Regions from separate parts of the Mus musculus genome. Here region 2 is linked to region 1. The links are chromatin contacts, called in public HiChIP or PLAC-seq maps. All regions are on one chromosome and are shown on one strand. Each heading gives the region's core, a stretch centred on a gene start, on an enhancer-like site or on the middle of the called end of the contact. The rest is flanking DNA. Distances are from core to core; before and after follow the strand shown.

Region 1 (6,690 bases), core at 1,702-4,201:
TCCATCAAAACACACACACCTACAGTTTCTAGTCAGCACTTCCTTAGTAGACAATGTTCTTTTAAGATCTAGAAGTGTAACCATGTTCATCTGTTTTGTTTGTTTGCTTTTGTTAATCTATTTAAAACAAACAAACAAACAAAAAACAAAAAAAGGCTCACAACCATCTGTAATAAGATCAGATGCCCTCTTCTGGTGTGTCTGAAGACAACTACAGTGTACTTACATATAATAAATAAATATTTAAACAAACAAACAACAACAACAAACCAAAACAAACCCAAAATTATTGAAAAAGAAAAAACTCCGTCTCCAGCAGCCGAGCAAGATGCCCAAAGGGAAGAAGGCCAAGAGGAAGAAGGTGGCCCCGGCGCCCGCCGTCGTCAAGAAGCAGGAGGCCAAGAAGGTGGTCAACCCTCTGTTCGAGAAGAGGCCCAAGATCTTCGGCATTGGACAGGACATCCAGCCCAAAAGAGATTTAACGTGCTTCGTCAAATGGCCCCACTACATCAGGCTGCAGTGGCCAAGAGCCATCCTCTACAAGCGGTTCAAAGTCCCTCCAGCCATTAACCAGTTCACCCAGGCACTGGACAGGCAGACAGCTACTCAGCTGCTTAAGCTTGCCCACAAGTACAGGCCAGAGACAAAGCAAGAGAAAAAGCAAAGGCTACTGGCCCGTTCTGAGAAGAAAGCTGCTGGCAAAGGCGACGTCCCAACTAAGAGACCTCCTGTCCTCTGAGCAGGAGTCAATACAGTCACCACCTTGGTGGAGAACAAGAAGGCTCAGCTGGTGGTGATTGCCCATGACGCAGACCCTATTGAGCTGGTGGTTTTCCTGCCTGCCCTGTGTCGAAAGATGGGGGTGCCCTACTGCATCATCAAGGGAAAGGCCAGACTGGGGCACCTGGTCCATAGGAAGACATGCACCACTGTTGCCTTCACACAGGTTAACTCGGAAGACAAGGGTGCTCTGGCTAAGTTGGTGGAATCTATTAGGACCAATTATAATGACAGATATGACGAGATCCGTTGCCACTGGGGAGGCAACGTCCTGGGTCCTGAGTCTGTGGCTCGCATTGCCAAGCTGGAAAAAGCAAAAGCTAAAGAACTCGCCACTAAATTGGATTAAATGTACACTAAATTTTCTGTACCTAAATATAATTACAAAATTAAAAAAGAAAAAAAATTCCAGTGCCTAAGCCAGCATACTTAGGAGCTGTGACTCAGGGCTGTTTCACAACTAAAGAGGTGAAGTAGAAGTCAATGTCACATAACTGTCACATAACTGACCTTGTTTGTTAGACGCTCCTCCAACTGACACCATCAACCCATGGCTTTTTAAAAATGTTAATACCGGGTGAATATGCATTTGCTTTTAATACTAGTACTCTCCAGACAAAGGTAGGCAGATCTCTGGGAGTTTGAGGCTGGTCTGCTAAGTTACCAGCAGGCAGTAAGAGCAGTGCCTCTCCTCTGGGAGTAACTTCTGGAGGTGGGTTTATTTATCTTTAAGGCACCTAAGAACCATAATCTTAGGCTTGGGTCCCATTTAAGGTGGCAGAGAGGCTGGGGGTGACTCAGTGGTAGCAGGTCCAGCTGATTAGGGATAGGGTCACAGTTCAGTGGTATGTGCTTAACCTAGCATGACCTGGGTCCACTCTTCAATACCACAAAGCGAAACAAACACCAACCAATAGCCAAGAATGTCGGAGCCTTCGTGTAACCCTAGCTCTCTCGGGAGACTGGTGAAGGAGTTCTGAGGACAGTTTACGCTCCTCGGTGAAACTCTTCTCTCAAAAGCCATTCATTATCAGGGCTCTGGGAAGGGCGAGGCTGTGCTTTGCAAGCATAAGGAGTTTGAGCCCCAGAACCCACATAGAAAACCTTGGGTGTGGGCTACCAAGATGATTCAGTGGGTTAGGGGTGCTTGCTACAAAGCCTGACAACCTGAGTTTAACCCTCAGAACTCAAAGTGGAAGCAGACACTCCTCCCCAACACACACAGAATCTTTATATATGTGTGTATACATGCATACACATACATATATATACATACACATATATGTGTACATACATATAAGTATATATGTATGTGTGTGTATATATATTTCAAAAGCTCGTGTGGCAAAGTTTGTTATCCAGCCTTAACTGGTACGCTTCAGGCCAACTAGAGGCCCTGTCACAAAGAAGGTGGCCACAGTTTGATGAAACACCAAGTTGTCCTCTGGCCTCCACACACATGCGTATGCACCTATACATACATGTTCCCCCACCCCATGACCATGACACTAAACATACACCGTTTACTTCTAGCAAACATCAAGACTTCCCTGGTAGAGCAAGCGAGGCAGTCCGCTCTACTCTGAAGACCCGCAGCTTGGACTCAGGCACCGAGAAGCGAACTTCTCCCGACCTTGCAAATGGCTAGTGATCGCTAGGGACCACACCCCGGCACAGGGGCAACTCTCCAGGACAAAAGCCTGGGTGGCTCCTTCTATAAACAAGCATCCTAGGACATAAATGCCGGGCTCGAATGGACAACCTGTGGCTCCAGGTTCTCCCCACCTTTGGTGCTTTCCGCCAAGTGCCCTGGAGGAGACTCAAGGTCACCACCGATGGCTAGGAGTAAACTGACGGTCCCGATGCCAGCTCCGGGTTTCCACGCGGAAAAAGGCGGCGGACGAGCCCCGGCGTCCAGCACGCCGCGTGCAGGGCCCCGGCCGCCGCGGCCCCTCACCCCGGCTTCCCCAAGGGGTGACAATGACGGCGCCAGAAGCCGAAGCGAGAGCACGGGAGACCAGAGTGGCCCCTAGGAGGGCCGTTAAGCCCGCTCAGATGCTCGAGCGACCCCGAGCGTCCTCACCTTCCTCGTAGCCTGAAAACCCGCTCCGCGGACGCCGGCTTCTCGTCCTGGTCTCTCGCGAGAAGACGCCGCACAACACCTGAGTCCTAGTGAGCGGACGCGGCCCCACTGACGCGTGACGCTGCCCGGCGCGTCGCCGCCCTCAGCGTGCGTGCGTGCCCACTTCCAAGATGGCGGCGACAGCAGCCGTGTCTGGTGTCCTCGGCCGCTTGGGCTGGAGGCTCCTGCAGCTGCGGTGCCTGCCCGGTGAGGTGACAGCCAGCCGAGCCGGGGCGCGAGGGGGAAAAACGGGAAGAAGGCGCAGGGCGGATCTGGGCTTGGCGTGGGATGATAGAGGCTCTGGTCGGGGCTAGCAAGGTAAAGGGCATCGGCGTGGAGCCGCTGGAGTCGCGAGCTGGAAAAAGCCACTTAAGGGTTTCAGTCGCCGGACTTTGAGCTGTGAGGGGGCAAAAGCCGCGGGGCAGTCCTGTCACCCCGGTTCCCCAGAGGTAATGGAGCTTCAGAGAGGGCTCGGTGTGCCCAAGGTCACAGAGCTCGTCCGTTCCAAAGCGTTCTCCGTCGCCGTAGGCGCTGTGCCAGCCTCGCTGGAGAAACCGACCGAACAGCCACAGAGTCAGTTATTGCCACACCACGTCACTAAGCTGGTGACATTCGTCATTTGCTGCCATATGCCCCGTATTTTTATCTCCACAGTAATAGTAGACATTTACTTTTAGAAACTTTGTACATTGTCATTAAGTGGAAAAGCAAAAATCGCTGTCCGTATATAGAATCTTTCTGCACTGACACAGTGACAAAAAATATGCAACTAAAATCTCCATGAACCGCAGAGATCTCGCAACCATACTTTGGGGGCTCCTCACTTCAAATTTTCTGGGCCTATAGCAAATGCTGATGTTGTTAAGCATGCTGTTCTGTGTTTCTTTCCTTATTATTTTCAATGACTTCCTTTGTGGCATTTTTAGCTAGAGTTTCAGACGAAATATGTTTAACAAAAATAATGCAATGTGAGCCAACAAATCCAGTCATAGGGTATTTACCCATGAAATTGTGTCCACAAAAAGTTCAACTGTATTCCCGACAACTTTATATTAGGTGGGCCCTTAAAGCCCAAACATTCATCTTTTTTTCAATGTTATGCAAGCAGTTTACAACAGGTATCTCCGAAGTAACCGTCCCCTTTCTGAAGTATTTGAGATAAAGTCTCACTCTATATTTCTGGCTGACCTGGAACTCACTGTAATATAGACCAGACTGACCTGGAACTTAGAGAGATTGGCCTGGTCCTGCCTCCTGAGTGTTTTCTTTCTTTTTTTTTTTTTTTTAATCAGAGTTTACTTTTTTTTTTTTTTTTTTTTTTGGTTTATTTATTTATTATATGTAAGTACACTGTAGCTGTCTTCAGACGCACCAGAAGAGGGCATCAGATCTCTGTTACAGGTGGTTGTGAGCCACCATGTGGTTGCTGGGATTTGAACTTCGGACCTTTGGAAGAGCAGTCGGGTGCTCTTACCCCCTGAGCCATCTCACCAGCCCCCTGAGTGCTCTTAAAAGAGTGTGTCATCATGCTTTTCTTTTTTATTCCTTTTCTTTTTTCTTTTTTAAAAACTTGTTAGTCCTGCCTCAGCCTGAGTTATATAGGAAGTCTATGTCTCAAAATAATACGGGCTGGCCTTTTGATTTGTGTGTGTGTGTTTGTGTTTAAAGCAGATGAAGTTTAACAAAGATGTTCATGTAGGCTTGAGCACAGTGGTTGTGGAAAAAAGACAGGCACTCAAAAGAAAGTGAGACAGATCCAGGAAAATGGCTTTTCAGAGATTTATAAAACATTCAAAACATTTCTAACTGTTGTCACAGACTATGAGTTACCTATACTGTTCTTGTAAAATACACTAATTAGGAGGAGAGGGAGAGGCTCTGCAGTTAAGAGTGCATCCTGCTGTTGCAGAGGATGCTAAGTTGGCTTCCCGGCACACACGTTGGGCTGCTCACAACTACCTTAACTCCAGCACCAGGGAATCTGATGCCTTCTTCCTACCCCCACACAGATTGACACAATATACATAATTAAAAGCTAAATAATGGTCTGGAGAGATGGCTCAGTTGTTAAGTGCACTGGCTATTCTTCCAGAGGACCCAACTTTAGTTCCTGCCAGACACATGGATCCAGCAGCCCCTCTAGCCTCCATGAACACAAAGCATGCATATGTAGCACAGACATGCATACAGGCAAAACACCCATACACATAAATCTAGAATGTATACTAAGCAGGGCTTGAGAAATGGCTCATTAAGAGCACTCACTGTTTTTGCAGCTGCCCTGGGTTCAGTTCCTAGCCCCCTCTTCTCATCTTTGTGGGCATCAGGCAGACATGTACACATACATACATGCAGGTGAAACACTCATACACATGAACAAATCTTTAAAACTTAGCCAGACAGTGGTGGGACATGCCTTTAAAAAGCCTTTAACCCCAGCATTCAGGAGGCAGAGGCAGGCAGAACTCTGAGTTCGAGGCCAACCATATCTACAGAGTGAGTTTCAGAACAGCCAGAGCTACACAGAGAAAAACCTGTCTTGAAAAACCAAATAACCAAATAAATAAATAAGTAAAATATATGAAACAAAAGAAACTTTAGAGAAATCTGAAGACGAGCAAAAACTCACCCAGAGTGTGAGTTTCAGATCAGAAGAATGAGGACTGACTGAAAGCTGGGGGTGGGGGGGAGATTTTCTGGGTGATGGTCATGTCTGCCTACATAGGATTCGAGTTCTACAAGTGTATGTGTCTGCATTGCGAACAGGACTGTGTTTAAGATGTGTATATTTCATCTTATATAAACAGTCCCTAAAGGAACAGTAAACTGTTACATGGGCTGAAATGTTGGCGCTGAGGATTCCTGAGATCTGCAATAAGTATGAGAGTAAAGTGGTTAGTGAGCACATGATAAGTGTGCAGCAGCTAGAAGGATATGCAAATGTTCACAGCTCCTTCAACTTGTCTACATGTTTGCAGATGTTGATGTTAAGATGTTGGGAAAGGGGAATGGAGAGATGGTTCCAAGATTAAGAGCACTGAGTGCTCTTCTAGAAGTCCTGAGTTCAATTTCCAGCAACCACATGGTGGCTCACAACCATCTGTAATGGGATCTGATGCCCTCTTCTGGTAAATCTGAAGACAGCTACAGTGTACTCATCACATATAATAAATAAATAAATCGATAGATAGATAAATAAAATGTTTTTTAAAAATGCTGGGAAAGAAAACAAGTAGTTTCAAACACTACTGGTATTTCCTAAGGTCGTGAGGCTGCAGGGGCTGGGGAGATGGCTCAAGGGTAAAATGCTTGAGTGTGAGAACCAGAGTTCTGGTCCTGAGAACCCTCATAGGATGCAGCATGTGATGGTGCATGCCTTTGATCCCAGCACTCAGGAGGCAGAGACGCAGATTTCTGGAAGTTTGAGGCCAGCCAGGACTACATAGTGAGACCTTGACCAAGGAAAGGAAGGAAGGAAGGAAGGAAGGAAGGGGAAGGGGAAGGGAAGGGAAGGAAGGAGTCTCCAAAGGTGGAATCTAGGGATCTCTAGTGCAGGCTGGCTAGTATAAGATTAGCCATCCGCTCTGGGTTTGATTGAGAGAGCCTACCTTAGTGAATAAAGTGGAGAACAGATGCTTTGGGGGTGATTCCCAAAGTTGACTTCAAACTTCCACCTACCTGTGCATGCTCACCCACCCACATACATGCAAACATGCATATGTACACAATACACACAAACATGGAAAGGGAAGAAAAGAAAGGCCATGTAAACACTTTGAAGGCAGGCA
Region 2 (6,436 bases), core at 1,114-3,613, 830 kb before region 1:
CACAGGACTTCACATGTGTTCTATTGTCACCTATTGTAAGTAGCCTCATTTACATATGAGTCATTTGAGGGTAGGGGGGAAGTGCTGTTGGTAGCTGAGTCTTCCTCAGAAAGGTTTTCATCTGCCTGTGCTAATATCAAACCTCCTGAGAGACTACTGCATGTGTTCTACAAAGACAAGTTCTAGAGAGTCTGACAAAACAATAACTAGTAAGACTTCCGACTGGCAATGACAAAGGACAGGTTCTTGTTAATCTTGCTTGGCATTGGCAGACAATGTTTTGTTCTTAGGCGGGGAAGGGGTTCCCCCCCTTAATGTCTAAGGCCTATGAGTGAGGCTCAAGAAGCATCCATTTTGACAAAGGCCCACCACACTGACACTCAGTGTTACCTGCCAGGAACAGGGGAGGTTTTTAAAGAGTGTGAGGCATAGCTGCGCAAAGTAAGTACTAAACGATAAACAAAACTCACAGCACACACAAGATAGATCTGGGCAGACACCATGAGTGCCAAAACTCCAGAGGACATGCAAGAAAACCGAATAAAGCTCAACTGAGAAATAAGGATTCAAAGGAGGGGAAGGAATGATCAATCTATATGAGGTAAGACTGTGCAAAGAAAAAGAACATTCTTTAAAATGACAATTCTCAGAAACGCCAAAGGGAAGGCCTTAGATTAATGTTTTATGAAATGTTATTAACCTTGGAATTTGAACGTGGGTTTTGCAAGAAGAAACTTACGAAAAAAAAACATTAAACAATACTATTGGCTGTTCTAGTAATAGAATAATGGTTCCAGCTTAAAACAAGGTATCAACGACTACATACACTATAGTCTTCACCCTTGTCAAAAGCACTCCCAACATAATAATTCTAAGTTGTTTACCCTAAAGACGAACAGTTCATCTTTTCTTAGGAGTAGAGAAAGGGGAACTTTGCCCTTCACTGCCTTCTATGAAACTATGCACCAAAGGACCAGGAGGCGTCATCTGCAGCCCACGAAGTTCACAAATCCCGCTGCTTCCTGATGAAGCACAGTGGGAATAATTACAACAAATGAGTTGCATTATAGTTCTACAAACTTATAACATTAACCCCTCAGTCATTTACAGCCTTCTCTAGGCGCCGTGTGGGGAGATACGATCCCCACCAAGCCACAGGAAATCCAAGTGACAATTTTTTAAATCCGGGAGCAACTTTTCCTATTTCTGAGGGTTCATAGAAGAGGCACTCAAGTGCAAGGTGAGAGCAAAATTTTCTCAGATCTGCCCAGCCTAAAATGATGTAACAAACGAAGCCAGTACTTGTGGCATGTGGACATTGCTTATCTCGCACCGGCAGACAAACTAGAACCCTTGTTTCAAAATGGATCGCTAAACGGAGGAATCGCGTTCAAAGGAGGGGCTGCCACACCGACCCGAAAGTGTTTTGCTGCTTTCTGTCAAAAAGGGAACAGTCACAAACCATCGCGGGGGGTGGTTGGGGGTGAGATAAAAGGACGTAGCTGGTCTGTTTGCTTCGTTAAATAGCGCCCATCGGGACTAACGCATTGACAAATAGCACCATTTCGAAGTTGTCTGGCGAAGAGTAAAATGTCCCCCTAACTTCGGCCTTCTCTTCGTCGGCGAGCCGCCCCCAACAACGCCGAGCTAAACCGGACGTGTCGCGGCTTCTCACAGCCTCGGGTCGCCGCACCCCGCCGCCCTGGAGCCCGCGGGTCCGACCGCCCTTGCCTCGACTGTTCTCCCCGGCATCCCGACACCTTCTCTCCGCGGCCCGCCACGCTCGCAGCGCCGCTGGGCCTCGAGCCCCACGCGAGGGCCGCGGTCCCCGGGCCGAGGAGGCCGGGGTCAGGGCCCGGCCACGCCCCCCTGCGGATAATGGGTGACATGGCGGCTCCCGCCCGGCCGCCCGCCCCCGCGCCCGGCCCGCAGCCTCGCTCACCCACACGAACAGGCTGTCCGACAGCAGGTACTGGGCCACGTCGCGGGCCCGGGGGCCGCCGGCGGTCAGGCGCGCCTCGGGCTGCAGTGGGGCCGTTAGCGGCTCCGGCTCACCCGAGCCGTCCTCCGGCTGACTGAGGGCGCGGTAGGCGCTGACGATGGTGCCCAGCAAGGCCAGGCCGCTGAGGCCCGTGTAGGTGCGGAGGCTGGGCCACGGGAAGCGCTCGAGGAAGAGCAGCGGCATGGCGGCAGCGACGGGCTCCGGCCCCCGAGGCTTCCCGCGCTGCGGCCAGGCGCCTGCGGCGGCCTTGCGAAAGGCGCCCACGGGCTCTGGCGTCGCTGCCGCTGCCGCTGCCGCCGCCGCTGCGCCGGGCCGAGCCGGGCCGCTCCTAGCTGCTCGCGCCGCTCCGCCCCGCGCCGCTCCCGCTGCTGCCCCTGCCGGCGCGGAAGAGCCTCGGCGGACTCGGGGCGGGCCGCCGCCCCTAGCGGGACGCGGGCGGGACGGGCGCGGGGGCGCGGCCTTCGTCCCCCGCCCACAGCCGGCGCTCTGCAACCCCGAGAGCACAGGACCCGGCCTGGGGCCCCGCGTCCCGGCCCCCTGCAGCATCCTTGGCGACCCTGGGCCCACTGAAGCCACGAGCGCACCCGAGCCGGGCTCTGGGGTGAGCCTGGCCCGTAGGCAATGACGGCAGGCCTGTGTGCGTGGTCAGGCGGCAGGGTGAGGGTGCGGGACCCCTGCCCCTGGCCACTTGTCGCTTGTTCCTCCCCGCCAAAGCTGGTAAACCCGCCATCCCACCACCCTGTAGACTAGAGGCTTCCTTGGTGTCCTAAAGAAGCGACATGATGCTTAGGAAATAAGAGAAGCCTTGAGATAGAATATTTTTAAAACGGAGGAACCAATTTAACCAGAAATAAAAATCTGTTCCCTCTTAGCTACAAGTAAGAATGTCAAATGCTGCTTAGTTTCTTGGAAAATACCTGTTCCTAAAAGGTAAACCAAAGGGTGACCTTCGTCCTGGCAGTTACACTGCTTGTTAAGTAAACATCCAAGAGAAATGAAAACAGACACCCACACAAAGTCCCTACATTGAGGCTGACAGTAGCACTACTCCTAAAAACCAGAGAGGCAAACCTCGAATTATAGCGTTTGAAAATAAAGTACAGATAATGCTACAATATCAGAGAATGTTGACGATGTCTGAATCAAGCCACACACAGATATCTAAATTCTGTGTGACCACGCTGATAAGACAAATGCATGCAATGTAGAGTAGAAGGGGAGTTTGAAAGAACTGGAGGTGACAGCTAAAGAAGTGACAGGTTGGGGTACTAGTTTCCTGAAGTGAGAATTTCTAAAGTTGCTGTTATACAACTATGAATACACTCAAAGTCACTGAATTGTACACTATAAACAGCAGGTTATATCTATGTGAATTACATAAGATAACATAGGGTACAGTTTTTAATTATTATATCCCCGAGCCATGTGTTAGTGCCTATCCCAGAATGTAGCTCTGTAAACAGCTTTGAATTTTCCAAATTTTCTAATGTGGAGAAATTGTCTTTGTAGTATTTTTTCATGCCAAATATTTCTATAGATCTTTTAAATCTGAAAATTAACCACTGTTATAATTCTTAAAAACATCTCATCATGAGTCTTTGTACAATATAGTTCCCTTTGGTTCGTTCCCAGTCATTTGCAACATGGCTTGTGAGATGAACCATTTGCTACAAACTGGAGTTTGATTCTCATAACTCCCCCAAGTTGTCCTCGGACTTCCATATCTGTGTCTCCCCCACACATAACTAAATGTAAAAATAAAATACCAAGCCGGAACACTATTGTCCAAATAATGGAAATCTTTATTCTGAAAAAAACTTGGGTGGTAATTTTCCAGAGAGATTTTTACAAGGTCAGATCTGAGTCACGATGATTTTTAAACCATTCATTTGTGATGCACACTCAATGTAAGCTACAACCCAGCAGTATTAGATACCAAACTTGTCCTTTCATATTGATGATAACAAAGCTGCCTTCTTTCATCTCAGAAGCGTGGGCTCTCTGAAAATCCAGCATCTGTAACAGATGAAATTAACCCAGCTCAGCTACACTTTAAGATAAGGCCAAAGATTTTGGATGGCTTCTGTTTTGAAAGAGAACAGTCATTGTTCTATTCCTTTACCCTCAAGAAAGTGCTCTGCATGTCATCCTTCCTTCGAGGACCTGTTTGAGATGCTTGTTCTCAGTCTAACCCAGTCTGGCCTCCAGCTCTCGGCAATTCCCCTACTGAAACTCCTGTTAGGGTTAGAGAATGGAGGGCATGAACCACCACACCCAAGCAAACACCTTCTGTTTCCCGAACCCTTTTCCTCCTCCTTCCCTCCTTCCCTCCCTCCCTCTCCTCTCTGCTGCACTACTGGAAGCTTTACTTTGAAGACAGGGTCTTGATAGTCTTGAACTCCTGGGCTTTAAACAATCAGCTTGGCTCAATCTCCCAGGAAGCTAGGACTTTGGAGCATGCCACAGGCCAGTGCAAGAAGGATAAACTCTACAGTCCTTTTAAAGATTATGTGAATTTGTGTGTGCCTGCACAAGCTAATGTGTATCACATGTACCCTGGTGTATCACACGTATGCGTATCACACCTACCTACCAGGTCTCAGATCCTCTGAAACTGCAATCACAGGCAATTGTGTGTTGCCATGTGGGTGCTGAGAATTAAACCTGGGTCTTCTGAGTAGCCAGAGCTCTTAACTGCTGAGCCATCTCTCTAGCATCTCCTCTAAAGTCTTAACCAGAAGCCAGATCAAAGTAGCTCCCACTTGTAACCCTGCAGATGAAGAAACAGTCCTTAATGATAGGAACAACAGGTAGTTAACACAACTGTGTTGCAACTGTAAGTATCCAGTCTTCAGGCTCTGAATCCAATGACTCCATCAATTGCAGGTAAGTGAATCTAAGGACATGCTACAGAAAAAAAGGGAAGAGAGAGCTAGGCAATGGTGGCTTACACCTTTAATCGAAGCATCTGGGAGATGGAGGCAGGCAGACCTCTGAATTCAAGGTCAGCCTTGTCTACAGAGTAACATAGAGAGCCTATCTCAAGGGGGGAGGGGGGGGAGATGGATAACATTGATCGATAGTCCAAACCATCACTATGCCAAAGTGGTCCCTTACACAATGGACCTTACCACAGACAAGGAAACTTGTCTTTGTGGGATCACTACTGGTCTACGAAGTTGAGCAACCCTCCACCAATATCCCAAACAATTAGTCATTCAGTTTTAAATATTTTTATTGAAATAACAGTGAAATAAAACTTTTAAAAAGAACAATGATCATTTTGATCAAACTTTTGCTTTACAAATATAAAAACATAACCCAAAACTCCAGTTTCTTTATACATTCCTATAAACAAACCAGGTTCAAATTCTCAAAGTCACAACTATAAATGGTGCTTGTATACTATATATGAACATAATTACCAACTTCTCTGTTTGGAGGACACATGGACTGAACCCAAACCTTCCTAGGCAAACGCTTTCCCACTGAACAGCAGCATCCCTAGCCAAAGCTTTGCTTTCTCAACACGCTGCTCTTCTCTCAATGGAACAGTATAATGCCTGCATTTCTTCCAACTTAGCTCTAGCCTTAATCCCTCACTAGAATACAAAGTGCACTTAACTGGCTTAATCTTGATATATTTGGTTGGGTTTTTTTTCCCCCCTCATAGCCATGTGTGTTATATGAGTTAATAGTAAAGTGAATTTAATGGCTCCAGATGAATTACAGCTTGTATTTAAACAGAGGCAAACTCAAGTGAGTCCAGTTTAACCCAAGCAAGAGATAGAAAACAAGTGGAATGTGTTGGAAAATCTAATCTTAAACTACAAAAGCTAAGCTTCTTTCATAGAAAACTGAAAATCCTCTCCAGCAGCCAGCAACCCAAACACTAAACCAGTAAAAGCTTTTTAAGTTTGGGGAGCTGAGAACACAAAAATAAGTCACTGTCATAAACGTGTAGCCAGCTTGGATTGCAGAACAGCAAGTTAAATGGATAAGCCAAGAGGAGAGCTGAGCTGATGAAAGCCACAGCTTGGGACAGCTCATCATGCAGGAACCATGTAAGGTGCCCTTGAGAGATAATGGCCACTAGACTAACATTTTATGGACCAGGCTCAGCCTTAAGAGCACAGACTGCTGGCTGCTCTTCAGAGGACAGGAATTTAGATGCCTAGCACCCACTTGGCAGCTCACAGCCATGTCTGACTCCAGTCCCAAGAGATCTGATACTCTCTTCTGGTCTCCATGGACACCGTACACACAGGGTACACAGATGCACCTGAAGGCATCACACCCACACATTCTTTTTGGCAGAGGGGAGGTCTTGAGACAGGGTTTCTATGTGTAGCTGTGGCTGTCTTGAGCCTTTGTAGACCAGGTTGCAAGCTGGCCTCTAACTCACAGACCCACCTGTCTCTGCCTTCCAAATGC

What was found. HiChIP or PLAC-seq counts read pairs in DNA pulled down with a chosen protein or histone mark.
Region 2: an HNF4G HiChIP or PLAC-seq map of pancreatic cancer cells shows a contact between it and region 1. The contact joins the promoter of Amfr here to the promoter of Ciapin1 in region 1. A contact is called at or near these places in 1 of 39 promoter capture datasets (liver), 1 of 484 Hi-C or Micro-C datasets (embryonic stem cells) and 1 of 115 datasets of contacts at active chromatin or transcription factors (pancreatic cancer cells).

The regions. Positions count from the first base shown.
Region 1 is chr8:94,835,389-94,842,078 of GRCm38.p6, forward strand. Ciapin1 (cytokine induced apoptosis inhibitor 1) reads right to left here and starts at 2,952. Exons shown (of 9, transcript NM_134141.4): 1 at 2,864-2,952. Coq9 (coenzyme Q9) reads left to right here and starts at 3,025. Exons shown (of 9, transcript NM_026452.3): 1 at 3,025-3,109. The coding sequence starts at 3,034. It also overlaps the pseudogene Gm7418.
Region 2 is chr8:94,010,277-94,016,712 of GRCm38.p6, forward strand. It overlaps Amfr (autocrine motility factor receptor), which reads right to left and starts at 2,364. Exons shown (of 14, transcript NM_011787.2): 1 at 1,943-2,364. The coding sequence starts at 2,185.